Regions from separate parts of the Sus scrofa genome. Here region 2 is linked to region 1. Evidence: chromatin contacts called from public Hi-C data. All regions are on one chromosome and are shown on one strand. Each heading gives the region's core, a stretch centred on a gene start, on an enhancer-like site or on the middle of the called end of the contact. The rest is flanking DNA. Distances are from core to core; before and after follow the strand shown.

Evidence for each region. A called contact is a pair of places that touch in the nucleus more often than the background predicts.
Region 2: a contact with region 1 is called in a Hi-C map of embryonic fibroblasts, with 3 times the contacts expected there. The contact joins two enhancer-like sites. A contact is called at or near these places in 5 of 47 Hi-C or Micro-C datasets (embryonic fibroblasts, heart right ventricle and skeletal muscle).

What each region holds. Positions count from the first base shown.
Region 1 is chr13:65,036,151-65,042,652 of Sscrofa11.1, reverse strand. It overlaps SSUH2 (protein SSUH2 homolog), which reads left to right. Exons shown (of 11, transcript XM_005669743.3): 11 at 1,041-1,460. The coding sequence ends at 1,187. Among named protein-coding and RNA genes, the nearest start is that of SSUH2, 27 kb to the left of the region's middle. Within about 2 kb of position 3,467, at least 5 of the 83 cell types and tissues checked have an H3K27ac peak or open chromatin away from gene starts, as enhancers often do.
Region 2 is chr13:65,139,063-65,146,269 of Sscrofa11.1, reverse strand. All of the region lies in intron 1 of OXTR (oxytocin receptor), which reads left to right. Among named protein-coding and RNA genes, the nearest start is that of OXTR, 11 kb to the left of the region's middle. Within about 2 kb of position 2,844, at least 9 of the 83 cell types and tissues checked have an H3K27ac peak or open chromatin away from gene starts, as enhancers often do.

The sequences.
Region 1 (6,502 bases), core at 2,218-4,717:
CCTCTCCTCCCAGGGACTCTGGACTGTCACCTCCTGTGAGGAGTCTTGGGTTCTTTTCCCAAGGAGGGGACTTCCTGCAAGTAGGAGGGTCTGAGCCTGAGCCACCCATACCACCTCCCTCTGGGGTTGGGATCCCCAGATCTGAGTCTGGGATGGGGAGTAGCTTGTGTGGAGGAACATGGGGTTTTGGCACAGAGCCTGGCCTGCAGTACGTCCTGAGAAAGCGTGGCTGGATGAGGAGTAACTTCATCATGTGGGTTATGCAGGTAGTTGTCCAGAGGTTCTGAGAAACTGCTCAGAAAAGGGATCAGAGAATGAGGGATTTAGGACCCCTGGGTGGGGTGCCCCCCAGGCTCTCAGGTAGATGTGGACATGAGGGAGGAGATTTGAGCTTGAAGCAGGTATAGCCAGAGGTGGAACTTGACCTGGATGATCTTCCAAACTCGAAGTTCCGTGACCCTCAGTCTCCCCATTTGTAAACAGAGGGGAAACTTTAAAGTCTTTTCTCACTGAAAATCCTGGGGTAGAGGGGGAAGGGTCTGAGAAAACAGCCTGGAGAAAGCAGCCCACCAAACTTTGGAATTTCTTTGGTGTCTAGGTTTTCTCTTAAGATTTCATCCCAATTATATAATCCACTCCCTAATAGCTCTATTGTTGTCTTACTATAAAAATGTTTCAAATGACATTACATCCACCTTTCTCTGCCTTGCCCCCTCCCCTCCCCACCTAAAAACATGAGGAAGATGTCCTGTTTGGCCGTTGGCTTTCCAGTCCTCCTGAAACTCCCCTGGGGATGTCTGCATCCCTACCTCATGAAACTTAGAATCAGATGATGGTTAAAGATGAGAAGTCAGTTTGGGCCAGGGCTAGGGTGTGTGAAGGAGCATAGTAGAAGCATCTAGAAGGCAGGCTGGAGCCAAAAGGCCAACTCCAGAGCATGACTTTCAGCCCACAGGTAGTAGGGAGCCACTGAAGATTCTTGAGCAGGCGAGTGACTTGATCAGAACACTAAGGTTTTTCTCGGTCGATTGTTTGCTCAGCGCCAGACCATTGAGCTGGTCCCTCTCACGGAAGTTCGTTATTGGTACCAAGGAAAGACTTATGTCTACTACATCTACGGCACTGACCACAGAGTGTACGTGGTGGATTACCCCGAGAAGTACTGCTGCGGCTGCACCATACTCTGACATCGCACAGCTGCCCCCAGCGTCTGCCACTCACATTTGCCATCGAGGATTGCGGAGGTTTCTGCATTGACTCACTGTTGACTGCTCTGGACAATTACATGCAAACCCCAGTGTGTCCTTCCAGAAAATTCAACTCCTCTGTCAAATGACTAGTCTTTCTGGAGCCCCTCTGCTGGAATCTGTCATGTGTTTAACCTACGAGAATTCATACTACACACAGTCCTTTAGGAACCGTCCCTTAAAGGGTGGGGGCTTTGCCTCTGGCCTCTGAGCAAAAGCCCTGATTGAGTGTGGGGCTGATTTTGTTTTTCCCTGGGTCCGTCTCAGTTCTGGTGTGTCTCTGCAAGTGTGGGTCTTTTGTGGAGCTGAGTGATTTTGAGAGACTGAAAGGTACACAGGAATTGGTTGCCAAATAGTGCGCTTCAAATAGTGCACAACAAATAGTGTACTTTGCAGAAACAAACAAAATTGTACTCCTCATTCTGTGGCTCAGGAATTTAGATGGAGCCATGGTGGGATGGCTGATCTCTGCCCCATGATGTCTGGGGCCTTGCCTGGAAGATTTGAAGGAAGGGGTGGCTTAAGGGCGGGGGGCCAACATTGTCCGAAGACTGGTTTGCACAGATATCTGGTGGTTGATGGCAGCTCTCAGGTGGAGCACTTATACATGGTCTCTCCTTGCAGTGTGGGCTTCCTTACAACATGGTGGCTCTCAGGGTAAGCACCCCTCATGCCCACCGTAATTGAAGAAATAGGTAGTCCCAGGCTAGAGAGAAAATCTGCTGTGTTGGATGAGCTGGGGATCTGTACACCAATCTCTTACCTGGTGCCTGTGGACAGGTAAATTTTAGAAACTATTTTGGATACATGTGCTGCCTTAGAACCTGCCCATTGAGTAGAACATGACCTGGATGTCCCGTGTACCCAAGCACACGCTGGAACTCCACCTGTTGCAGGGGGAGTGGGTGAGTGGAGGGGGCACACTGCACATTGAATGCCTGGTCGGCTTTGGAAGGGCAGTTCGGGGGCTGGGTGGATCATTGTGTACGAACTTGACTGAGGAGCAAAGGGATGGATCCCAGAGGCTCTGAGATGCCTGAGACCTGCAGACCTCCTGGTGTGGCTGCCTCCAGCCATGCCCTGGTCTCTGTGTGTGGGGAGGGCGAGGGCGGCACAAGTTGTGCCTTGGTTTGGGGTATATCTTGGTTGCTGGGGGCAGAGCCTGGTGGTGGCAGGGGTAACACAAAGGGTCTCCAGCTCATCTCCTTCCGTCTGAGGAGCCAAGGCCTCCAACCTCTGGTGTCAACGTGATGTCCCTGTGTGTGACTACCTCTGTGGTCCTCAAGGGGATGCTTCTTTTCTGCCTCTGGGCATTGGACAACTGGAGAGGAGGGGTTTGGGTTGTTAGAATAATTGGAAACAAGGCTATTGGCATTGGGTGGACAGAGTCCAGGAAAGCTGAGGTGTCCCCAGCACTCAGGGATATCCATACAGAGGAGCGTCATTCCACGTGCTGCCAACGGTCACGGAGAACTTAGTTCTACAAGGTCTGGTCAATTACAACTTAATGCAATGCTTATTGTTACTTGGTGTTCATCTCTGATGGTTGTTGTTCCCCTGTGTCTTGTTTGAAATGGCTTCTAATCCTCTCCCTTCTCTTAAGTCCAAACTTGTTACCCTCTGATGGCTTTATTGGGGTTCCTCAGGCCACTGTGCTCAAGCATCACAGATTGAAATACATGTATGAAAACACTGCTTTCTTCTCATTCCTCCTTTATGTTTCAGTTTGGGCATTCCATTTCTTTTTCAAAACTGGTATGTAAATGGGCTATGTATGAATGTCATTTTAGGCCAGAAAGGGAGTCTCGTGTGTGTTAAGGTCAAGGCCATGTGGCTCATACACGCTGCTGGCATGTGAACATGACCCAATGAGAAAAATCCAGCTGGAATAAACTGGATTACAGAAACACTGACCTAATCAAGCCCCAGTGAGCCCTCAGCCACAGTGTCCCTTTATTCTGATGGTTCTGACAAAATCCCAGATGGTCCCTGGGTCATCCAGCTGTTTGATAACTTTTGCCTGTTTCCCCTTGCTTTGTTATCTGTTTGTATGACCTTTGCTGCAGCCAGGATGTGACTTAATTTGCTATTTCTGCCTGAGTTGGCTGTTGCTGTGTAGCCCCAGACCAAGCTGAAGTCACTCGAGGGTAGAGAGCAGAAGGGCAGGGCAGCCCTAACCCCCAAACTGGCCACCAGACACTATGGCTCTGATCCTGGTTCAGTAGAAGAGCACCAGACTCAAGTGGCTGTCTCTTTCTTTATTGCCCTGCCAAAGGACAACCTCAGCCCTGTTTTCTACCAGGCACTGACAGACACTGGGCCTCTGCCAGGAGGCCAGGAGCATGCTGGGCTTAGTAAGGGTTTCCTAGAAACCTGGCATCTCTGCCCTGAGACTAGGGGATGGGAGGAGAGGGAGGCTGCCAGCAGAGGAAGGTGAGAGAATCCATGTGCAAATCAAGTAGTTTTGATTGATGAGGATGCCCAAGACCCAAGGCAATGGTGGTGGTTATAAGCACATGTGGGTGTGCTCGCACACAGATGTGTAAATAAGTGTGCATGGTGCGTGTGATGTGCATGCATGTATTTTTGTGTGTATGAGCATGTGCATATGTGTATTATGTGTGTATGCATATGTGTGTATGTGTGCGCATGGTGTGGATGTGTGCATGGTGTGTGTTTGCCAGGTGTAGAGGAGGATCCCTGCTTAGAAGGCAGGAGGGACTTCCTCCCCTACCTGGGTTTCCTCTCTCCAGGTCCCCGTCATTCTCTATAGCACCCAACAACCTGGCCTTCAACACCTGTCAGCTTATTGTATTGAGGCCAACTTCAATTTCTAGTTCATGTGCAGCCCTTGATTGGAAGAGTGATGAGAGAACTGTTTTTTCAGTCAGGACTGTGGAGTTACGTTTCTCAGCAGCAAAGACCCTTCTTCAGTCAGCCGCTGGGCCCCAGAGCTGGAATTCCAGTCTTCTTTTGCTTTTTTTTTTTTTTTTTTTTTCTTATGAGTCAGGGATTGTGGAAAGAGCATATACACTCTGGTTCAAATTCTACCCCTACCCTTCACCATCTGTGTGACACTGGGCGGTTCTTTTAACCTCGCTGAGCCTCAGTCTCCTCATCTCCGAGATGAGATACAGCTTGCTTGTCAGGGCGGGTTGAGGAGATATCAGGTGGGCAGAGCTCAGCGTTTGTAGTAGGTGCTTAGTACCTGGAAAGGCTGTCTCTTCCGTGAATGAAACTCCTTTAGGCGCTTATCACAGTGCCTCTCCAGGTGACGAGTGACCCAGGCCTCGTGCATCAAAATGTCCACGAGTGACCTCTATTTCACCATCTCCCCTTTTCCTCACCCTTCAGCTCATCTGGCACGTGCCCAGCTTCCCTGGGTCATTTTCCTGTCGCCCTCAGGTCCGGCTGGATCTCGCTGCCCAGTGGGGCGCATGCGTGTGTGCTGGTCCCTGATTGGACTTGTCTCCGCCTCAGCTGGACCGCCCACCCCAGGGCTGTTGGGTTTTGCTCATGACCGTGTTATATGCGTGTAGTGTATGTCAGTGCTGACCGCAAGGCTTGACCCAAGGGCTGGAGGAACTCACATGTTGATTTGACTCCGAGACTACCGGATTTTAATTCCAGTCTGGCCTCTACCAGCTCTGTGGTCCTGAGCAAGTCCATTCACCTCTGGGGCAGTTTCCTTTTTGTACCTGAGGGAGCTGCATTGGATCTCATTTTTCCTTTTAAGTTTTTACCTTTCTCCCTCAAATAAAATCTTCTGTGGGATCCAGATCCATAAACCTGGTTCACAGATCAAGTAGAGCTGCTGTGGTTGAGGTATGGATGGGGACCCTGAGGCGACCCCCAGCCCCATAATCTGCCCTTTCCTGACCTCCAACCTCCAGCTTTGGGAACCCAGGGAACAAGGCCAGGAAAGCCTTTCCCTAACGTTCTGGGAGTTGGGCTGCATCTCTTAACAGACCACAGGGGCCACTTCTGGGAATTCCTGTGTCTGCCTGCCTGCCTGCCTTTTCTTTTCTTTTCTTTTCTTTTCTTTTCTTTTCTTTTCTTTTCTTTTCTTTTCTTTTCTTTTCCTTTTCTTTTCTTTCTCTCTCTCTCTCTTTCTCTCTCTTTTTCCTTTTTCTTCTTAAGAATCAAACTTTTTGACCTGTGCTTATTTTCTAATTTTGTAATCCTTGGCATCAGACAGGCATAGAAAAAAGTACCATAGAATGTTCTATCTAGCAGTACTCTAAGCAGTTGATGGTTTTCCTATACTTGGGGACAGAAGAGCCCTGTGGCATCCAGATTTGGAGTTCCCTCCCTCTAGCCTCATCCCCACGCTGTAGGAGTGGTTGCTGCTTGTCTTTATGTGGTCAGGTCTGGGGGCATTTCTTTGCCACTTCCTCATCAGCTGATGGAATTGGGATTTCCAGCTAAAAGATAGATGTGACCTGGATGTGGGGAGCTAGTCTTTTAGGCCAAAATAAGCCCCTGTCATTTTAGTGACCATTTGTTTTTGTCCCATGATTGGAAAACCAGGCAGGACTTGAAGGGGGCTGGGACACAGTGTGGGATGCCCTGTAGGGCCCAGAGCCACATTGTGTGGCCTCGTGGTCATGGCCCAGAGTTTCCACCCTGGCTCACCTGCAGATCACCCATGCTTGCCCAGAGATCTCCCTCTATAAGCTGGTAGCGCCAACCAGTAAGGGTTGTGGGGGGAGACTAAATGAGTAGTGTGGGTGATGTGCCTGGCACATGAGTTCTTAGAAGATTTGAGCTGTTACTGGCGTGAAGGCATCCAGCGAAGAGCAAATGGAAGAGATTGGAAGCTTAGCATTGAGAGTGGAGCAGAAGGAGAGTGCTATAAATTGAATGTCTCACCCAAATTCACATGATGAAACTAACTCCGAATGTGATGGTATTGGGAGGTGGGGCCTTTGGGAGGTATGCATGTAGAGAGTAGAGGGTAGTGGGTTTGGTGCTTTTGTAAAAGAGACCCCAGGGAGTTCCCTTGTCACATGAAGTTATAGCCAGAAGATGCCTATCTGTGTATAAAGAAGTAGGCCTTCCCTACACACCCATCTGCTGGTGCCTTGATCTTGAACTTGGCGTCTTTAGAACTGTGAGATATTTCTTTTGTTTCTAAGCCCCCCAGTCCATGATTTCTTGTTCTAGCAGCTCAAACAGACTTAAGAGGTTGTCTAAGCACAGAGTCTGAGGCCATGTGATACCAGGAAGTTTCTTCCAAAAGCCAGTCCAAGTAT
Region 2 (7,207 bases), core at 1,595-4,094, 100 kb before region 1:
GCCAGACTGCATCATGCACCCCTGTCCAGGCCTGCTGACTTGACGCTTCCCACAGTGCCTTTTGCACCCATACTGATTCTGACCCCATCCCTGGAACACCAACCTGAGTCTCTTCTGCTGAGACCCATCCTTCCAAGCCCAAGTCCAAAGTGTGGGCCTCTTTGTGCACAACTCCAGGGTTTCCATTTAGGTCTTGAGGATAGTGTTCCTGAGAGCTGTGCAGTGCACAACCCGAACAGCTGGACGTGGCAGTTCCATCCAGTGCTCACGCTCATCCAGTTTCCCTCTTGCCCACAGCTGGGGGGGGGGGGCTCCTTCCTCCTCCCATTCATTCATTCTATAAGCAGTGGTTCAGTATCCCCTGAAGGTTCTGTCTCCACAGCCGCTGCCTTGATTTGTGAGTCCTCCCCTGAGGAGAAAGGGCCTCTTCCCAGTCACCCTCCTGTGGCCAGCAGCTGGCACATGCATAACCATGGGACAGTTGGGCCAAGTCAGGTACACCTACAAGCCCCTGGGTGGGACACCCCCAGATTCCATCAGGAGGTTCTGTCCTGAGACGTGGCCACATGGAGTGGCAGCAGTGACCCTGAGTGGTGGACTAAACCTGTCTGCCGGGGGTGAGGGGTTGCTGGGGTTAAGAATGGTGCTGAGGTTGTGAGGAGGGGTGCCTGCCTGTGTACAGGGCATGTAGTAAGTGCTCAGTAAATACTTTAAAAAGACAGTAACGGAGTTCCCACTGTGGCTCAGCAGAAACGAACCCGACTAATATCCATGAGGACATGGGTTTGATCCTTGACCTCACTCAGTGGGTTAAGGATCCAGTGTTGCTGTGAGCTTTGGTGTAGGTCACAGGCGGGGTTTGGATCCATTGTTGCTGTGGCAGTGGTGTAGGGCAGCAGCTGCAGCTCCCACTGAACCCCTAGCCTGGGAACTTCATGTGCTGCAGGTGCAGCCCTAAAGAATAAACAAAGAAAATGTCAGAAACATCAAGATGTGTTGGGTCACAGTTGAGGGGCTGAGAGTTGCTTTGAGCTTGGGAGTGCTTTGGTGGAGGGGCCACGGCTTTAGTTGAGGAGTAGTGGCCAGCTTGGTGTTGCTGCTACCAAGAGTGCTAAAGAGAAATGAAGGCCTTGCCTGGAGGAGCAGTGGGAGGCAAGGTGGGGAGGCTCTCACTCTGGGTTCAGGAACCCAAGGGGAACCTTTCCTGAGGTGTGGGTAGGAGTGAGGTCTTCGTGTCCCCACCAGAGTCCGAGGTTCCTGTGATCCTGATTCCTGGCCACTGAGGGGCAGCCTCTGCCAGCACTTCCCTCTGGTCTGCTGGGAGCTGGCCCCTCCCACCCTTTGCCAGATGCTTTGATACCACCGCCTCTGCCCTTCATGGCCCACGCCTCACACTGTGATGGTCCCTCTTACTCATTCTGTTTCTTTCTCTCCACCTGACTTTGATAGCTGAGTGTACACTTGATTATCCTAGAGGGATCTGCCTTTGAGTCATCTTGTTAAGGGCCCCTCCCCCATTGTCAAGCGGGGACATTGTCTTTGCCTTTCCCACATGCTAGTGGTGGTGGCTGATTTATGCCAACTTCCTGTCTGCTAATTTCATGCTTCAATTCAACTTAGTCCCTTATGGAACATTTCCTATTTTCCAGTCTCTGTTAATAGCTAAGGACAGAGCCACAAATGAGACACAGTCCCCAACCACAAATTATAAACAATATGAAGGGATGATGCTGTAGGAAAGGTATTCATTTATCAAGTACTCTGAGTGCCTAGGAGGCATTTGTTGATCCTCTCCTCCCAGGAGAAAATCAGGAGGATTTGAGAGCAAGCAACATTTGAAAAGGGTTTTGAAGAATGAGTAGGAGCTGTTTAGACAAAGAAGCAGATGCGCATTCCCTGAGGAGATCCTTGGGCAGTTACTTTGTTATCTTTACCCATATTGGAGGAAAACATCTGACTTCCATGTGTATGCAGAGCACATGGAGGATCTTGTTAAAATGCAGATTCTGATTCTTGGTTGACCCCATGAGTCTGCATTTTTATCAAGCTCCTAGGTCATGTCAGAACAGGCACTGAAGCTGACCCATTGACTGCAACTCGTGTAATGAGACTTGATTAACCCTGTTACCAAAATGTGTGGTTAGCCTTTACATGTGTGGCCTGAACTGGGGGCAGGGCCCTGTCATTCTCCAGAGATAGAGAAGGGCTGGTGGTTTGTGGGAAGTCCCAGATCTTCTATTTGTGGAACATGGTTATTTCTTTGGTCCTGTCCAGCCCTGGCCCCACATGTCCCCAGATTTGAGCGGTGATGTCACAGAAGACCATTTAAAACTCTGTAGCCCCCAAATTTAGCTTTGATTCCTGACCTTACATGTGGCGAGTTTATACATCTGTGATTTTTTAAAACAATTTCAGTGTGTAAAATGATCTTTTCAGAGAATGTGCCCTGTCATACATATTACTAGTCAGTCTTTGTGTCAACATACATTCAAAAATCATTAAAAAAAAAAAAAGCCTTCTGTACTGTAACTCCCACATTCCTATATAGCTCCTGTAGGAATAAGGGGTTTGGAGTCCTTAAGGGAGTCCTGATTCACAAGCTGTGCAGTGGGGGTGGGGGTGGAAGGAGGCCTTGAACTCAGTGATTGGTCTCTGGAGTGACAGAGAGCCTTTTAGGAAAGTTGATAAGCTTGATCTGATTCAGATGAGAGGTGTCAGCTTAGCCATATGTTTTTGAATTGTACGTGAAACGTGCTAGTTTCCCAGGAACAACACAGCCAGAGAGGCCATGGCCAGCTGCCCGTCAGCTGTTCCGGCTAATTTGGGCCCTTGGTGACGGTGATGGCTGCAGGCAGTGCCGGGAAATCCGAACAAGGGACTCCTTGGGGCTTGAGTAAAGCCTGGCTGGTAGGCAGGTGGGAGGCTGGGGGCACTGTCCTCGAATGACCCTCTGCTGCCCACCTCCATGAGTCACTCACTGGATGGAGATGCAGAGTTGTTTCTGTCTCCTTGCGGTAGAATGCCCAGCAGGGCACGTTTGCTGTTGGCCTGGCGTGGCCATTCCTGTCTGTTCCTCTGGCACAGAGGAGCCGCCACTTGAAGATCACCCCTCGTCCTTAGCCTTGGGCTGTCTGGCCCCTCCCACAAATGCCGCAGCTCCCCCTTGACTAGGGTGCCTGACTGTGCTTCTCTTTTTGTCACCCAAGTTTGTAAACTCCTTGAAGGTAGGTCCCCAGGGCCAACTGGGTGGCTGGCACTGAGCAGAGGCAGTGCATAAGGATGCATGAACATCTGACCTTCCCCCATCTCCCCCCACCGCGTCCTCCCTCTCCCCCTCCCCCTCTTTCTGGAAGCTCAGGCCAGGCCAGCATGAGGGCTGCTCCCAAGCCCAGTGCCTCCCGCTTGCTCTCCCTTCTGGACCACAGACAATGGTTTGCAGGCGGTCAGGGCTCAGTTCTGGGGGATAGCTGTTACTTACAGAGGGAACTGGAAGTGACAGAGTAGAACCAGCTCTCCCCGTGGAGACCCTGAAATCCCACTCTTGCCCAGAGTTGCAGCCCCCTTCTCTTGTGGGTTTCGTTTGTTTTCTAAGTACTGAAAAGCAAAGACATCACCCCATCCTGCTTCTGGTGGTGTGGGGAACCAAGCTGAACTTACCCTGTGGGTCTGCCCCTCCCCTTTGGAGCCCTTTCCCTCTGCTTTTTAGCATCTTCTCCTCCTGCATGCATTTAGAGCAAGGATTGGATAATCTTTTCTGTAGAAGGCCAAACAGTAAATATTTTAGGCTCCCAGGATATAAGATATTTGTAGCAACAACTCCATTTTGCCCTTGTAGTGCAGAAGCTGCCATTGACAATATGGGAATGAATGGACCTGGCTAGGTTCCAGTTACACATCATTAACAGAAAAAAGCAGCAGGCTGGGTTTGGCCCGTGGGCTGTAGTTTGCCGGCCCCTGGTCTAGATCAGGAGACTTTTGCCAGGAAGGGTGGTGATCTGCTGGGAGGCAATGTGTTTCCTCTAGAAATCAGTCCCCTGTTGGATTTTAAGACTGGGGAGTGGGCAGTACTTAACCTCCAAGGAGGCTTCCATCTCTTTTGGGAAAGGAAGATTGTTCTCTAACTCTGTCCTTCAAATCACACCACCAGGGCAGTTGCCTGGCTAGCCCATATCTTTGCTTTGGGGCTGAGAGGACTTGCTCACTGGAACCAACCTGACTTGCATGAATGTTGACTTAGTTTTAAAAGCCTTCAGACTTCATTACTTGTTCTTGGGAAAGTCTGAGCTTCATTTTCCCCATTATAAAATGGGCATAAAGCTCTTTGAAAACTGTTCTGTCCTGTGCAAGCTCGAGCCTTGATTCTGGCGGTTGACATTACTGCATTGTCATGTGCTCCCCTGGAAGCAGCATGATAAGATGCCAAGGATTATAGTTTCCATGGTTTGTTCTGTTCCTGTTCTCCACTTCTAAGAAGTCTTTCTAGCTACCAAGAAGGGTAATGTTGTAGCCTAAACAAAATACAATTAGTGTGGAAAGTGGATGAGGCCCAGTCACTCATTCTGCTGCTTTGAAACCATCAATGGCTCCCCATTGCCTTTAGATTCAAGTTCATGTTCAGCCTGGATTCAAGATCCTCCTTTTCAGCCTGGCTCTTTCTAGTTTCCTCTCCCATGAACCTCTTCCCTGCCCCGCTCCACAATTTTGGAGGCCCCTGAATGTTTTTGGACAGTCTCACTTATGTGACTTTATTTCTGCTGCATCCTTCTTTTGAAATGTCTTCTATAGCCTGATTTTTATTCCCAATAGTGTGAAATTCCACTGCTATGGACCCATGTCTTTGGTTAGTTAGGATATTACCAATTTTTTTTTTTTTTTAAGCAAGTTCAAGCTTGCCCTTAGCATTTGGTGGCTTGAGGGGAGCAGGTTCAATTTAGAGGGTCATCCTTCCCCCAGAGCCAGACTAGCGGGGTCATTCGTGCCTGTGGCCACCAGCTGGGGGCAGAGGTGCTGACCATGGTCCCAACTCCTCCCACCCAGAGAGGCCACTTGGAGGTAGAACAACTAATGGGGTTGGGTTACTTGGGAATTCATTAACTGTTACTCTTCTGTGTTACTCTTTCTGTAGATTGTTGTTGTTGCTTTTTAATGGGATAAATAAGTTAAAAGATCCAAATGTCAAGAGTGAGGCAAGTAGCATAAACGAACAGCTGCAATTATGCCACATAACTCTGTACAGCTGGGTAAAACATGCTGCCTTTTCTGTCCAGGTGAGAACTGAGTCCCTGAAGACTTCCTTCTACCCATTTCCTGGCTCTGTGCACCTGCATTCTTCCCTAGTGCCTGACAATTTCTGTCTCGATGCCTTTTTACAATTTGACTTTTATGTGCTGATTTTGCCTCTCATTTCATGTTTAATTATGATTTTGAGAATGTTCTATTTTCAGTCTTTGTTATATTTCACCAGATTTTCTAAACTTAAATTCATCTTTTTCTTATTCATCCAAATCAATGTTTTCCCCATTCTCTTTTATGGAAAGTGAGAAATTCAAAAGTCCTGGCTTCCTCCTCCTCTTCACTTTTCCACGTTCCCTTTATTTACTCTTTTAGTCTAAGGATTAGATCCCCCTCCTTTGCTTTCTAAACATTTTCTTTTGCAAGACTTTTGGGCTTTGCATGTTGTGTTGTTGCTTGCTTTTGTTCCACAGGTGTGCCTGGTGATTAGAGCAGTGGTTCTCAAACTTGTCTGTGTGTCACAGGCCCCTGGAGGGCTCTTTGTAGCCAATTGCTTGATGAGCCTCACCCCCAGGAGTCTAATTCAGTAGATCTAGGGTGAGGCCTGAGAGTTGATATTTCTTTTTCTTTTTCTTTTTTTTCTTTGTAGGGCCGCACCCTCAACATGTGGAAGTTCCCAGGCTCAGGGTAGGATGGGAGCTACAGCTGTTAGCCTATATCATAGCCACAGCTATGTGGGATCTGAGCCGAGCCTGTGATCTACACCATAGCTCATGGCAATGCCAGATCCTTAACCCACTGAGCAAGGCCAGGGATCGAAGCCACATCTTCACTGGTACTAGTTGGATTCTTAATCCACTGAGCCACAACAGAACTCCAAGAGTTTACATTTCTAACAAGTTCCCATGTGGTCCTAGAACCCCACTTTGAGAACCACTGAATTCACCTTAGAGTCCTCTATCCCCTTTGGTGCTGGGAGGCTTGGCTGATGGATGTCACTGTGCTCTGTGTCTATGGTGCTATCTAGACCTTGCACATCCAGAAGCCCTGTGAGAAATCCTTTCCTGGATCCGACTCTTGAGTTCTGGAGTTACTTACTAAAAACTTTTTGCAGAACCGAACTGAAGATTAGGCGAGTTTCTAAGCCTTGCAGTTGCCATCACTCATAAAGACGTGGCTGTGAACAGCAATCTTGGGAATATTGTTTTCCCTGGGGGTTTCTAGGCTGGGGGTGCCTGTCCTCCTCTGCTGGTGGGAGGGTGCCTGCAGTTTGTCAGACTTAAGGCCTTTGAAAGAAACCCAGATTTTCCTGTCCCCTTACTTTGGAAGTACTTAGCCTTAGAAATTTTTCTTTTCCCTCAAAGCTTAAATTTGTGCCACACAATGTCTGGAAGTTGATTTCTGATCATTCATTTTACCTGAAACTCGGGAAATCCTCAGTGTAATAGCTGCTTCACAGTGCCTCATGTAGTTTTCTTGTCCCCCTTTCCTGTATAAGTCTTGTTTGTTATGCTGAAGCAGTGCTCTTAGGGAATATTCACAGAAGCGCTCTCAGGGTTGTCAGCTGTGAAGGCAGCACACACTTTCTTGTCACCGAGCCTGTGCTGTTCCCTCTGCTTGGAGCGCCCTTCTTGTCCTCTCTGCCTAGGGACCTCTTAGTCATCCTTCAGGTATCAGCTCAGATGCTGGTGTCCTTGGGGCCAGTGTGCCTACTTCACAGTGCTACTCACTTTGTTTTTGTGTCCCCAGCACTGAGCCTGGCACGTGGTTGTGATAGCAGCCACCTTGTGTTAGGCGCTTGCTGTACCAGGTGCTCTTTCACCCTTGCCGCATTCTCGTGAGGTCTGGGGACACTTGTTATCCCCATTTAAAGATTAGGAAACAGCAGTTTGTTGGGGAATTAAAGTAATTTGTTGCTGGTGGGGCTAGAATATAAGCTGGGTCTGGCAGCTTCTGACTCTGTGCTCTTGGACGC